Linked DNA regions of Rattus norvegicus: region 1 is linked to region 2. A link is a contact called in public Hi-C data. All regions are on one chromosome and are shown on one strand. The core of a region is the stretch at or near the end of the contact, and the rest is flanking DNA. Distances in the headings are between cores, read along the strand shown.

Region 1 (3,336 bases), core at 360-2,859, 160 kb after region 2:
TTTGCTGGAGGCAGGGTTTTTTTTTCTTTTTTTCTTTTTTCTTTTGACACCACCTGCATTTTTCACATGCTGGTGAAAAGTCAAAGCAGGGGAAAGGTTCAGGAGCCAGGAAGTATTGCTACACAAACTCTCTTGGCTTAATCATCTTCACAGGGTTATGGGCTGTTGGACTAGAAAGGCTCTACAATGAATAATTCATCTTGATGATGTCATCTCTTTTACACCTGTAGCTCAGGCCGGGTCTTAGTCGTGGGGATGAGAAGGAGAAACGTAAGTGTGCAGATTCTCCAGTTTCTCACTCGCTGTAGAGGAAGTCTGCAGTGAATTACACTTCTCTCCTCGACATCCTAAGATCTTCCTCTTATCTCTCGAGCAATTCAGCTTCAGTTTTGTTCTGGGGAAGCTGAATCATATCTCAGTCGCTTCTAGTTCAAAGAACTTGTGCTAAGACTTTATTTTTTAGTCTTACATTTGGCTTCACATCTGTTTAAAAGTTTATGCTCCCACCCTCTTGTGGAAATGTTGAGTGTCCTGAACTCTTAGAACCAGAGGCTTAGATATTAACATGTTGCATAGAGAACGAACTGGAAGCCATGCTGCTTGGGTTCAAATCCTAACTCTCTAAACTGACAAAGATTTCAACTTCCTGAGCCTTAGGTTTTTGATTTGTGAATTGGAAGACAAGGAGGACAAGAACATTCTTTGTAGAACTTAAGGAACATAAGGGAGTAACATAAGTCCCTCTCAACAGTTAGATTTTGCAGTTTCCATTTCCAGTTGTCTTATAAGCACATTCCACTCTGCTCCAAGCAATGTCAAATCTTTCATGCAGCCAAGATTGTCCAATGCTTTGCTTTATACAATTTGCACATCAGAAACACACAGGTCAAGTATCTCTCTGTCCTATACATCTAATTTAGGAAGTTGTTAGCCGTGCCAAATGGCATTCAGAGGGGCGAGCACAAATCATGCTCATTATTAGAATAATAAAGTATTTGGTTGATTTTACTACGTCAGAGTTTCACATGCATCTTCCGTGAGAACTCATCTCTTGTCACAGCTACCAGACTCTTCTTTTTTCTGGCTTCCTTTTCCTATGTTGATTATACTGTCTACATTACCGGGACGGTGTTTACCTCCCTACTTGGAATCTGAAACAAGGTGGATTTCAAATCAATAGTGAGCTGTATCTCTCAGACTAGGCTACGCCCTTTGGACACGGCCCGCCCCTCCGCTCAGGCCTTTTCTCTTGTCAAGCAGGATTCGCCTCTAGGGCACAGGTTCCAACTTTAGTCTCTAGTTTGGTCCAGAAGCTCAGGCCTTGCCCCTTGACCTAGGTCTCATCCCTAGGGCCTAAGCCCTGTCCCTCCGCCCAGGGCCTTCCTAGGCTCAGGCCCCGCCCTCCCCTAGGCCCCGCCCCCGGTCCAGGCGGCGCCTCTCCGTCCCTGCTCCGTGCCAGCGAGGGGCGGGGCCGACTCGGTTCTTGGGCGGGGCCAGAGTGGCGTACCCTGAGGCGCTGGCGCCCTGACGTGGTACGCTGCCGGTTGACGCAGCTGCAGTGCCGCTGGCCTCGGCTCCTGCCCCGGTTCTGCTCCTCCGCCCTATGGGCGTCCGAGGCGGCCGGCCCGAGCTGGACCTGCTGCAGGCTGAGGGTGTAGGCATCAGCGGAGGTCCGGACTAGGGTCTGCCGCGCTGTCAGGTGAGAGGAGCTCGAGAGGCTGCGCGCGGTGATGGCTGGGAGGTGGTGAGGTGGGCAGCGCCTTTCCGGGTGAGACTGGAAGGTTTGCGGGGTCGCGGCTGTGGCGCGGGCCTGGGATCGGAGGTCGGAGGTTAAGGTGGAGGCCTAGCAGGCTCTGACAGCCAAGTGCCAGGGTTGCGGGCAGGCGCGCGCCGATCTGGCGGGGTGGGCAGGGCCGGGCGCCCCGGGATGGCACGGCCCTCGTCTAGTAGGACACACCTGAGTGGACATCTGTTTGGCCAGAGGAGGGTCCGGAACGATTATCTTCCATCCGGGGAATATTAGTTGTCTTCCTTCCTCGCCCCATTGGTTATGGTGTTGACAGTGGGATGTCTGTTAAAGGGAACGAATTCTTGTAAATTTCCTCTGAGCAGTCATGGGTTCTGGAACTGAGAAAGTAGGTTTCAGGTGGTTTCGCGTTGCTGCTTTCATCTCATGCATGGAAATGAAGCATATTTAGTCTGACAAGTGTAAAAGTGGATGAATTAATCAGAATATTTGACTTAACAATGATTGCTGGGCGCTATTTTAATATGTGCTCATACAGTTTGTAACAGTGCTATTAAGTGAAATCCCCCCCCCCCCTTTGTAGCTGAGAATCTTGGAACAGAACTGTTTCAAACCTGGCTTTCTCACTTTATGGCCCGTCAGTCAATATGCCACCCCATTGCCCAAATACCTTAAGAGTTTGCAAGGCCAGTGCCCTGTGGTAAAATGTGCCAGGTGCCCAGAGTAGAAGATGAAAGGCACACTTCTTTCCAGCAGAGACTCGGTGTCAGTAGAAAAACTCTTTGCAGGCTGCCCTTTTAAGTGTGCCTTACAGGTAGACCTTCACCATTAGCATCCTGACTCCTACCTCATCGTCTCCTATGTTCCCTTTACTTATAAAGTGGCTTTGAGGTTAGTTTAGTCTTATTTGAGGTCTAGGAGTTCTTATTACAAGGAGATGTAATACTGGACCAATTCTGAAGAGTTTCCTGGTGTGTTTAAATAGTTTAATTCGAAAAGGTTACTCTTCCAACAAAGTTCGGATACCTTTTCTCTTTGGTTGACATGCTTCTCTTTACAGACTTGTTAAGATGACGCGCTGCAGAAGGACCTTCAGAAGAGGAACGATAAACAACATTGAAGATTAAAAAACTAAACAAAATAAAACAAAAAACCTTGTGTAAGTATTTTTTCCTAAGATTAAAAATAAATCTAAATTCTTATTAAAGCCCAGATAGAGAAAAGTTGATTTTAGGTTTCATTTGTGATTCAGTCCATCTGTGACCCACAAATCATTCCATCTGCATTTTGGACTGCTGATATCGGATTGATAATTAACTTAAGTACTTAACTTTTATATTGGCAGAACAAAGCCCAGGGAAATCATTGCAAGTGCTAGTATGCTCATCTTTTGCATTTATATTTTGCATTTATATGCACAAAGGGAAATATAAATATTTCTCATTTTGAGTGCTTGTCATTGTTGTAGTAATTTGCTTTTTAAGCACAGATAAAGATCTCTGCAGCCAAGACTTGCCTGGAGCTAGAGATCCTCCTGCCTCAGCTTCTTGGTATAGACTTGCAACAATTACCCAACTTGAAGTGTTTTC
Region 2 (3,424 bases), core at 469-2,968:
TAACCTTTAAAATTAACGAACACACACTTGTTGCCTGGTGTAAAGTCAGCAGATGTGGTGATCTCGGCAATCGGGTAGTGAGCCTCCGGTGGAACCCACTCACGGACTTTGTGTAACTGACTTCAAACTTCAGAAGGGAGAGCCATAATTCCGAATCCGCCCTACTTCCACAGATAATTAAGTTCCCCATATACCAGTTATTTAAGGTAATAGAATTCCGTAAAAATCAAGAAGCTATACAAGCTCATAAACCCCAACTTCTGGGGTTTGTGGAAACATAAGGAAAAAGTAGATAATATTCCGAAACTTTGGAGGGTGGAAGTGAGCAGACAGGGATGTAATCCCAAAGGATGAGCCTTCTCTCTATTTCCTGGACCATTTCTATGGTATGCTCTTTCACCAGTTACTGACTTCCTCCCAGAGGCGTAGCTGATTTTAAATCAGGACCCTTCCTGAATGATCTGCTCCCTGTCACTCATTGCTGTTTAGGTTCCGGTCCCTACCAGCTGGTTAAATCCAGCCTGGCCTGGCCTCCACCATCCAACCTCCCCAAACCGCGGACCCGGCAAGCGGACAGACTTCTGGCAGCAGGCGGCGCTGCAGAGCCTGTCCCCCGACAGGAAAGCCACCTGCCCTCTGGCAGAGGAGCCACGACTGACACCAGGGTTCCCACGCCTGAACCCCTTCCACTCAAACACTCTTCCCGCATGTGCAGCGCTCCGCCGAGGAGAGTAGAGCAGCGCCCTCTGCATCTTTGCCTCTGGAAGCTGGCCGGGCGCTGTATTGTTGGAATGAACAGGTTCTTTTCTCAATCATTTGCTTGTTAACTACTACTTTTGCAGAGAGGAAAAGAGAAGCAAGCAGAGATGTGGCGAAGGAAAAAGTCAGAACTGGAGGGAAGGAGGGGCAGGGGAGTCACTAGCTCTGAGCTTTCTGGGACCCCATAGCCCAAGTTGACCCTAAGTGACTGTGAGAGCCGCTGCCCTGGGGTTTGGATGTGAGCACGCACGTGAGGGACGCCTTCGTCCGACTCTGCACTCCGCACCGCGCTGTGCCACGCCGAGCTCCGCTCCCTGTCCTCCACCCTGGCAAGCCGGAGAGGCGCAGAGCAGCGGCGGGTCCTGTGCACACAGTCACAGCCCACGACCTCCCAGCAGCTCCCGGTTCGAGTCCGGAGATCCTAGCCCTGGTGGCCTCGCTATCTCTCCCCGAGCCCCGCCGTCGGTGATGGTCCGCGGGCAGTGCGTGCTCATGAGCCCGGCTGGGCCCGGCTCAGCAGGACCCGGGTGCGGAGCCTGAATCCTCCTGGGAAGAGGAGAGCCGCCGCGCTTAGCTGGTCCCGATCCCGGTCCCGGTCCCACCCACCCCGCTCGGCCGCGCTCCGGTACTCACGCGTCGGGCCCCGGGGACGGCGGCGCGCGCGGGCAGGGCGGCTCCAGCCCGCCGTTGACGCCCCTCCAGCCCCGGCGGCGGCGCTGCGGCTCGGCTCCCTCGGCCTCGCCATCCTCCTCCTCCGGCGCGGGCAAGGTCACCCTCGCGGGCTCCCGGCACTTCTTGACCTTGGTGGACATAGCGGCCGAGCTCCTTGCCGCCCGCAGTCAGCAGCCCAGCCGCTCTGAGTCAAGCACCCGGGCCGCGGCGCCGGGGCCGCCCGGGCCGAGCGCGCGACCTGCAGCGGAGCTCGGGGTCCGCGGCCGCGATGCCGGCTGTGCGTGGTCTGCCGGTCCGACAGCATCGCGGCGAGACGGCGCGGTTTCCCTGCGAGGAGAGGGAGGAGGGAGGAGGGAGGAGGGAGGAGGGAGGAGGGATGGGAGGAGGGGAGACCAGTCCCTCGCAGACAGCGCTGCGCAGGAATCAGACAGACCAGCAGGTGGGGAGCTGAGAAACAGCAGAAACTTCTCTCCACCCTCCTTTCCTCCTTTTTACCAGAGATCCAGACCCCTCTTGCATCTGTAGACACAAGTGTACTAGCGAAGGGAAAGGAATCCTCCACTTGTTAGTTTTTTGTTTTTTGTTTTTTTAATGCATGCTCAGCTATTCAGATCACCAAAGCAAAGCCTTGCCTGTTCCTTGTTGTCTGGCTTAGCAGAATCCACGGGGGGGGGGGGGGGGGAGTTTAAGTGCGGTTCCTGGGTCCCTGTGCCTCACAGCGGGTCAATTTCTAAAGGTGTGGGAGGCTAATTCGAGCTCTGTATTTTTCAAGAAGCATTTTCGAGGGAGAAAATTGTAGTTGTTTTTTTTTTCTTTTTCTTTCTTTCTTTTTTTGTTCGGAGCTGGGGACCGAACCCAGGGCCTTGTGCTTGCTAGGCAAGTGCTCTACCACTGAGCTAAATCCCCAACCCCTGTTTTTTTGTTTTTTGAGACAAGGTCTCACTCTGTGGCCCAGGATGGTATGGAAGTCAGTATCTGGCACAAGCTGGTCCACACCATGCCTCACAGCAATCCTTTGGTCCCAGCCTCCCTAAATTACAGCGGCAGGTGCACATATGTGTGCTGGGGTCTGTGAGGTCAGAGGTTAAATTCTGGTATCCTTCCATAGGGTCATCTACCTTGGTTTTTGAAACAGAATCTCTCACATAGACCTCAGACTTCTGGATTAGGACAGGCTTGGTTGAGGGTCAGGAAGCCACAAATCTGTTTATCTCTACCTCCCCAGCTTGTGCCACCACAGCAGACTTTAAAGAGGGTGTGGGGACTGGAAACACCCTCTCCCCCACACACAATGATTTTTAAAACTTAAAGGAATGCACTTTAAAATTCAAGGCTGTTCAAATTTCTGGGATGATGAATGGGAATTTTTGGGACCAGAGAATCCTAGGTATCTTGTTATTTTAACCATATTTGTTTGTTCGGGAAGCTGGGAATGGAACCCAAGCCACATGCCTGTATGCCTCCATCTCTGAGTTATTCACCAGCATGGATGCCTCTTACAGATGTGGGTGCTAACAGCTTAGACAGACTGAGTGGATTGCCCCCAGGTAAGCAGGTACCAGGGAAGCTCCCCTCAGACCCAGAGTATTCAAGACGTTCTGTTACTTCAGTCACTTCAGTCGGGCAGATGGCATCTACAATGTATCCTGGAAGAATGACAGAAATAGTTTCTTCACTTCTAACACTATTTAGTGGCTGCTGTGCTTCGTGGAGAAACAGTTCTTTCTGAACTCAAGACACAAACGTACAGAACTGTGGATCCCTTTCAATTACCTCTTCAAAAGCACACAAAGCAGCCTGGATTCCTTGCACTGGCAGTAAGCAAGCGTATGTTTAAGGAAGCAATGGCACTTAGTTTGACCTCTGCTTCAGGAAGATGGAAATGAAGGAATCCCTTCATGTGTTGCCTTCATGTGAAAGTGTTAATTTCCCCGGTTGAGTTACCAGATCCCCTTTGATTCCGTCTTTGAAGGACTTCAAAGCCGACTGTCCT

Evidence for each region. A called contact is a pair of places that touch in the nucleus more often than the background predicts.
Region 1: a contact with region 2 is called in a Hi-C map of prefrontal cortex, with 2.8 times the contacts expected there. The contact joins the promoter of Bltp1 here to the promoter of Trpc3 in region 2. A contact is called at or near these places in 3 of 12 Hi-C or Micro-C datasets (Schwann cells, frontal cortex and prefrontal cortex).

What each region holds. Positions count from the first base shown.
Region 1 is chr2:121,634,714-121,638,049 of GRCr8, forward strand. Bltp1 (bridge-like lipid transfer protein family member 1) reads left to right here and starts at 1,610. Exons shown (of 86, transcript NM_001371241.1): 1 at 1,610-1,699; 2 at 2,808-2,906.
Region 2 is chr2:121,474,105-121,477,528 of GRCr8, forward strand. Trpc3 (transient receptor potential cation channel, subfamily C, member 3) reads right to left here and starts at 1,719. Exons shown (of 12, transcript NM_001415005.1): 1 at 1,393-1,719. The coding sequence starts at 1,571.